2 separate regions of the Anser cygnoides genome follow, and region 1 is linked to region 2. Evidence: chromatin contacts called from public Hi-C data. All regions are on one chromosome and are shown on one strand. Each heading gives the region's core, a stretch centred on a gene start, on an enhancer-like site or on the middle of the called end of the contact. The rest is flanking DNA. Distances are from core to core; before and after follow the strand shown.

Region 1 (3,733 bases), core at 733-3,232, 240 kb after region 2:
TACATTTTATCTGCTTATTAATAGACAACAAAACCTTAACCCTCAGCATGTTTGTTGTTTTTTTTTTCCCTTCATTCCCAGTACAGATTAAAACAGGCTTTTAATGTTCCTAAAATGCAGGCTGTCTCACCAGGCCCTCCATCCCTGGAGGATGAGCTGTCTTTGGGAGATCACCTGCCTTTCAGCTTGAGTTAGTCCCTGCCCTGGCTGTGCAGGGCAGGCAGCTTGGAGGCAGCGCTAATCAGCCAAACAGCAGCTGAGAGCAGGGGGCAGCTTGGCAAGCGGTGTGTGGCCAACAAGACGGGATTGAAGGGAGAGGAGGAAGGGCCTGTGGCTCTGTGTAGCAGTGCAGATAACATATGCACAGAGCCAGCCCTGGATGGCACAAAAGGTCTGGAGTAAGACAGTTTTTAGATCTTTTATTGCAGCCAATATTCTGTAATATTTCCACACCAGACAAATCTTGTTTTCCAACAGCTCTTTTCGAAAGAAACCCTATCCTGATCATCCTATATCAGGCACAAGATGATGGCAAGATGATGGCCTCAAAGCAGGATGAGCATCAACACAAACTATCTTCACCCTAACCTTGACACTGTGAAAAACCATTAGTGTTGGGAGTGACACAGCAAAGGACATGAGAAATCCTAAGGTTCAACGTACTTGGTTAGCATCTCTTGGGAGTGAGGATCTACAAGTACTACTGCCTTTCCATCTGCCTTCAGGCACATAAGAGTGCAAAGACTTAAGTAAAATTTTTGGTATTCTTGTAGACATGAGAAGAGAGCTGTACACTCAAATCATCATGAAGAAATTCACACTTGCTTATGCCATACTTGTAGTTGATAAGACTGCTCAGAGATGATACCTTTTCTTTCTTAAGAGTTTGCTTGCATAAAACTAATTCTAAGTTCAGATTGTACCTTGGGAAGGTGGTGCAAAGTAGCAGATTTTTTCTATTTCGTTGATATTTCTTTTATTTGGACAATGCTGAAAACATGCTAGATGTTAGTTGTACACGCATGCCCAGGTTAAAAACAACATCAACAACACTAAACAACTTTAAAAAAAAAGGAAGTATATTGAATCATTTACAGAGAACAGGTTGGTGCAGACTTTCTGATGGGGTAATCACATGGGGAGAAAGGATTAATATCTCTGCATTATTAAGCTTTGGTGTGCTTGTCATAACCTTCTACCAGCTTTTGCATTTGCTGACTAAAACCTGGCTACCAGATGGCATTATTTGGCTTTGCCTATGCTTCTGAGACACCCTAGCATCATCCTGTATTGTATCCAGAACCCCTTGGTGTGTTGTTATACAGTAAGAAGAGCAAGTCTGGCACCTTTCATTAGCAAACCATGCAATAAATAGCACGAGATCCACAGGAACAAGCTGATGCTGGTTAGATGCTCATTTAAGTCTAGCATTTTTCTGACCAATCTTCTCTGGATTTTTATTTATACAATAATTTCATATGTCTATTTTAGTTTCTGATTATTTTTTTCTTTTTACCTTCCTGCACCAGGAAAAGCAGGCATAAAAGCTTCAATCATCTAATTTCTCTCCCATTAGTTTTCTGTTTTTGTAATTCTAATGCCAGTATTGATTGAAGTTAACCCCTAAATTTGCTGGTATAAATTGAAAGTAAATTGGCCCTGATATTTTTCCCATCGTCTTCCAGGTATTTATTTCCTGCAATGTTTTTTGGTCCTCTGCCTCGCCCCAGTGATACCTGTCAATATTTTTTGGCTTTTTCCACACATTATACAAAACCATTCAGCAAAACTCATTTTTGAAAACAGAATTTTCCTCTTATTAAGACTTTGTGGAGCAAATCATGAGGTTGAGAAGTCGTGGTATTTCATAATCAGTTAAGCAATCATCCTCGCATACTACTGATAGCTACATTTTGGTTCTATTTATATTCTTCCTATATTCTCTATTCTGCTAAGTCTGAGGCAACCCTTTATAGCACTGACTGCTGTGGTGAGCTCTGCCTTCCATCTCCCAGCTAGCCAAAGTACCCATGGCAGTCTACACAGTTGTTTTTAGCAGTTCTGGGCAACGATCACATCTATGAAAAGTTCAAGAATATCTTTTAAAACTGGAGGCTAGCAAGCCCTTAGCCATGAGGTTTCATTAGTGAAGACTGGAATAAAAATCTGTAGGCACAAAAAGTTTAGCCCTTCAGCCTCAATTCTGTTGAGGAAACCACTACAGGGCCTGCAAGGTGTCTGACTCAGTGCAAAAGTGCCTGAAGGACACCTTTGGACCTGGTGTTCTCCACGGGCTCAGACCAGGCAATGAACCCTGAGCTGCTCCTGGCTGCGGCCCTGCTGCCGGGCCCTGGGCTGCTGCCTCTCCAGCTCTTCTCACAGAGCTCACTCCTTTGGAGCCAGACCAGGACTTCTGCAAATATTGGCTGTGCTGACAAAGTGTGTGCATGGGGCACGGGCTCTGCATTAGGAAAATCCCTCAGCAGGATCTGTTTAAGTTTATTTCATGACTGCTTGTTATTACCTAATATTAAAGGTGTAAAAAGAAAATGAACGGTCGTTTGCCTGTGTATGTGAGGGAAAACCTTGACATCTTGCTGCCATGGGTTGTGTTGCCTCTTGCAGTAAACCTCTTCAGACAGGGTTTGGTGCAAACTACAGAGCCTGTGCACTTCCACACACATTTGCCTCCAAGCTCAATTCTGCTTTCTGTAGCTAAAGCTCAAGGTCCTGGTTACAAAATTTTGAGGCTCCACAGTTGGCAGTTCCAGGGAACTGCCATTTGGCAGCTCCTCCCAGTAATGTCTTTTGCTCTGTCAGGCTTGCAAGGTCCTACAGTTAAAATGCACACAGCCATCCGAAGATGAGGCAGGGAACACAGTGAGTATCTATTCAGGCACTGTATTTTCATAAAGCAATTTTTTGCTTGTTTAGGTAAATAATGTATCTAAGCAGAATAAATCTGCAGTTCTACATATGAAGCCATATTTGTCACCTACTTTTGAATTCTTCTAGTGATATTAGAGAAATCCAGCCACATGAAGAGTAGGAATAAACTTCATCGACTGGGTCACATGTTCTCAGTATCTCTGTAGGACTGGGTCCTGCTACAAAGACATAGTCTGTGCCTGAACGTTTGCCTTTTTTCTGTCTTTATAGACCAAGGTGGAGCACAGGACAAAGGTAAATACAATCCTGAAATATACCACAGGACGGAGCCATTTCTTGTGAGGAGGAGACACAGATGTTGCCTTCTTTCTCTGTCAACAGCTAATTCAGTGCTGCCTTCTTTCTTTCTTCCCAGTGAATGTATAATAAATTATCCATCTGTTGCACTTCCTAGGTAATTTAGATCAACTTCATACTGACATAATGTAGGAATAGCCCAATGATAAATAAGAAAAATCTCAGATATGTGTTGATGCATGAGAGGCTTCCTGCAGCTTTCATTTGTTATTTTCTTTGCAAGTCTGCAGTTACAGCATCAACAGCTGCAGGTAGATTTGCTTCATCTCTTGTCCTGCTTGCAGGGCAGTGTTTTAGGCAGCAACAGAGCCTGGTGGGAAGCTGAAAACCCTAGCTGAAACCAACAGACACATTTGCTGCTGCTGAAGAACCTGTGCTAGAGAAATGGCTCCTTGGTTGCATTATTCTCTGTGTAGCAGGGGACAGGTTTGCATTTGTTTACAGAACTTGTACGTTTGCACAGCTAGCATCAATAAATAAATCTGCC
Region 2 (3,475 bases), core at 235-2,734:
AGTCCACTGCTCCATCCATCCTGCCTCCAAAGCAGCAATGTTTGCAAAAGAGCTGTAGGAAATGCCTGGTTTGCCTGTGTTTCACCCCAGGAATGGAATGCTGGGTCAGCAGTATTTATTTTCTTATCTTGATCCCCCTAATTTTTACTTTTTAAAGAGCTCTCTCTCTGCCCGGGCCTCTTGCAAACTCAAAACATGTTGCTAGTAGAGCCTGGAAAATTACTTGGAAGTTATTAACACTTGTAAAATGGTGATTCTCAAATTTGCCTGGGGAGCTTGGAAGATGATGGTGGGAGGAACTGACCTCCTGGCACCATGTCAGCTGTGGTCCTTTGTGCCACTCCAGTCCCACCGCTGGCTGGTTTGGAGAGTAAAGCATGGCTGGTCCTGCCTCAGCCCTGTGCCAGGTTTCACCCTGGTGCCCTTGCTCTGAAGTTAATGGGTTTAGTGATACGGACTTGCTGCATGTTTTTTGCTCTACAGCTACACAGATTGCTGCACATAAAAGCCCCACCACCCATTGCTACAAATCTATTAAACATCTCCAGTTAAGCATACAGCCTCCTGCTACATTCAGCAGCTGAGCATGTAAATTCCTGTGACCAAATAGCTGTACAGTTAACTGCTTTCACATGTGCTCCCACCATGGCCATCTTGAAAGGCAAAATCTCGGTCCAGCTTTGCCCTACGGGCAGCCAGCCAGTGACCGGGGCACGACTGTGCTGCGGGCCAGAAGGAGCACCCTGGGTCTTGCTCTTCACAGGGCAGGTCCCCGGGAGCTGGGCTGAGGGCAGTGCAGGCGATGGTGTGACTTCTGGCTCGCCCTCGCCCTCCTCTCCCCCTGGCACTAGGAGCCTGTGGGTGCTGTGGGGGGCCAGGCTGGCTGCCAGGCTTTGCTTTGACCTGACCCTCCCTGTTAAGGGGTTCATGGTGGCTCCCTAGGCCTTGGCCTGGACACAGCTCAATGTGCCTGGGTGTGCTCCCTCCTGCCCCACTCTCAGCCCCACTGCACTTTGTGGAAGGGGAAACCACTTTCATTTTTCTGCCTCCCAGGCTGCGGAGAGGCTTTTGCTCCGAATGAACCAATACACATCCCAGCACAAAGCACTGCCGCAGCTCTGAGGGCCTCAGGGCTTTCCTGGCTGCCCCTGCCCTGGCTGGTTACCACAGCCCTGCTGCCACAGGGCTCACTGCGTGGGGCTGGACCCCGCGTGCCCACTGCCACAGCCCTCGCTGCTGGGCCCCGCAATGTGGAGGAGCAGTAGGGCCCAGCGGTGGGGTGGTGGGTGCCCGGGCAGCCCAGGAGCACCGGTAGCAGTGCTGGAGGTAGCCAGCCACGTTAGAAACAAAAGGGCTGTGTCCCCCTAGTCTGGAAGCAGGGGCCAGAGAGCCCTCTGAAAGGCAGCGGTTAATTTGAAACACAGGCGAAAATAGCGGCAGCGCTGGGAGTGTGTTTGCCTTGGCTGCTCCGAGCCCCGCGCCGTGGCACTGAGCAGGCCCCTGGCTGCCGGCCAGGCTGTAATATTTCCTTTTGCTGTTGTTCATAAAGGCATTCAGGAAAACAATTAAATGCAACGAGGGCTTCCCGTTCCGGCGGCGTGCGAGCCTCCAGCGAGTGCACACCCAGGCTGTGGAGAGCCTGCCTGGCCCAGGTGGCCGTGGGGCCCGGGGCCACGCTTGGCCCCATGGCGGGCTGGCTGCCCCTGGGGGAGCTGCCTTTTGAAAGTTGTTTCTCCCACCCCTCAAGGCACAACGGGATTTCTCCCGGCAAACAAAAGGAAATGTCACAGCCATATTTTGGTCAGGGGGTTATGGGTATGCAATTTAAGAGGATTTATTGCTGCTTGAGCTGTGGCTTTTTAAAGGCCCCGATAGCCTGGGCCTCGGCTGCAGCACTGTGAAGATGACAGGAGGAATACATTGTACCACTACAGGGCGCCTTCATAGCTGGCTTTATCTGAGAGGCAGAGCTGAGTGGGTTGGTTTAAAATAAAAAAGACGCTCACCTCACACTATTAGTTATATGGCTATAAAGTCTGCAAAAAGCAGATCTTGGGCTACCCAAGATGTCAGCTATGCAAAGGAAATCACATGGAACATAAATAAGGACAGAAATGTTCAAATTACATTACCTGGGGCACGGCAGCAATAAATGTGCATGCAAGGGAAGTTTGGCAAGCCTCTCCTTCTTTGTACATGTGCAACTGCACCAATTTTAACAGAGCCAGCCAGGTGTTGGGAATGCCCCTTCATAGCTATGGGAAACTCTGAGGCTGCCTGAGACCTTGTAGAATCCTGGCTCCTAGTATTCAGCATTTTTGAAGTGCTAAAACACCACTACTTAAGGACAGCAGCTTGATGTCCTTACATGAATTGGGACAACTCTATGAAGGCCATGTTTATGCTCATTAATAGCCCTGATTCACTGCTGGAGGGTAGTCCTTGTTGTAGCTGTGACAGGACAAATCTCAGTGTACAGAAAGCACCTGGCTGGCCTTGTGCTGACTGAGTTAATGGAAAGTGAGGTCAGCAAATCCTGGACTGATGACAGGATCTAAGAGTCTGATGTTTCACATCTGGGATGGCCAACTGGTGGTCCAGGAATTGAACCAGGCCGCAGGGTGTTTTTGTTTCTGTCTTTTGGGAACACTGGCCAGTTCACATGAATGCTTCTGGGGGTACAGGAGGGAATGTGTCATTTTCTATCTCTTCTTAAAGACGGGCAGGCTGGGAGCATTGTATTTTTCATCCAGTGCAGTGTAGCCCAAATGTGTCCTCTGGTGTTCCTGCCTATGGACTCTCCAGCTGGACAAGGGAGTGCTTCTCTGTGCACAAGTCAGCCATCCATGTTTTAGATGACACAAGAGGAAGATTGTCTGCAACCATAACAGCCCTGGCTCTGTCAGCTAAGGCACTGGCCACTGAAGCTGTAGCTAATTAAGCTAAGGCAGAAGGAGATAATCAGTGGTAGGAGGGAGAGGATTAGAGGTCTTTGTGATCACTTGTGTGAAATTTGTTCAACCAGCAGCTAAACTTTTTGGTGTCACTACTCTACAGAGCATTTTTTTATTACAGTGACCTTACATTTATGTCTTTTCCAGGTCATTTAGGCCTTGTGTAGACCTGTGCCTTTAAAACAAACAAACTTCAAAAGGAAAATCAATACCTGAGGTGGAAGAGTTCATGCATTTCAGAGCCTCAGGTGAGCAAGATGATTTGTATTTTAACACATGTGAGTTTGTTGAGGAGAATGCAGCTACGGACCAGGACAGGCTCCAGAGGGGTTTGACACCCCTGCTGATGTTGAAGGGAGAGGTGCCCTCATCAGCTCAGTGCAGCCCAGAGAATCTGGGAGAGAAGCAGCTGCCTGGGCTGGTATACAGTAGTAAAAATGGAGATGGAAACCTTGGTTGCAGTGCGTTTTAGTTCCCTTCAGCATAGCTAGTGCCTGCTATCTTGCTTTGGGGAAGTAACT

Evidence for each region. Hi-C and Micro-C count contacts between places; a contact is called where the count stands out from the background.
Region 1: a Hi-C map of liver shows a contact between it and region 2, with 5 times the contacts expected there. The contact joins two enhancer-like sites. A contact is called at or near these places in 2 of 7 Hi-C or Micro-C datasets (both in liver).

The regions. Positions count from the first base shown.
Region 1 is chr9:4,320,184-4,323,916 of Taihu_goose_T2T_genome, forward strand. No RefSeq gene overlaps it. Among named protein-coding and RNA genes, the nearest start is that of NYAP2, 230 kb to the right of the region's middle. Within about 2 kb of position 1,983, at least 1 of the 3 cell types and tissues checked has open chromatin away from gene starts, as enhancers often do. A contact at or near this core is called in liver, where this site is marked.
Region 2 is chr9:4,083,962-4,087,436 of Taihu_goose_T2T_genome, forward strand. LOC106036254 (a long non-coding RNA gene) reads left to right here. Exons shown (of 16, transcript XR_010833503.1): 5 at 3,102-3,202. Among named protein-coding and RNA genes, the nearest start is that of IRS1, 110 kb to the left of the region's middle. Within about 2 kb of position 1,485, at least 2 of the 3 cell types and tissues checked have open chromatin away from gene starts, as enhancers often do. A contact at or near this core is called in liver, where this site is marked.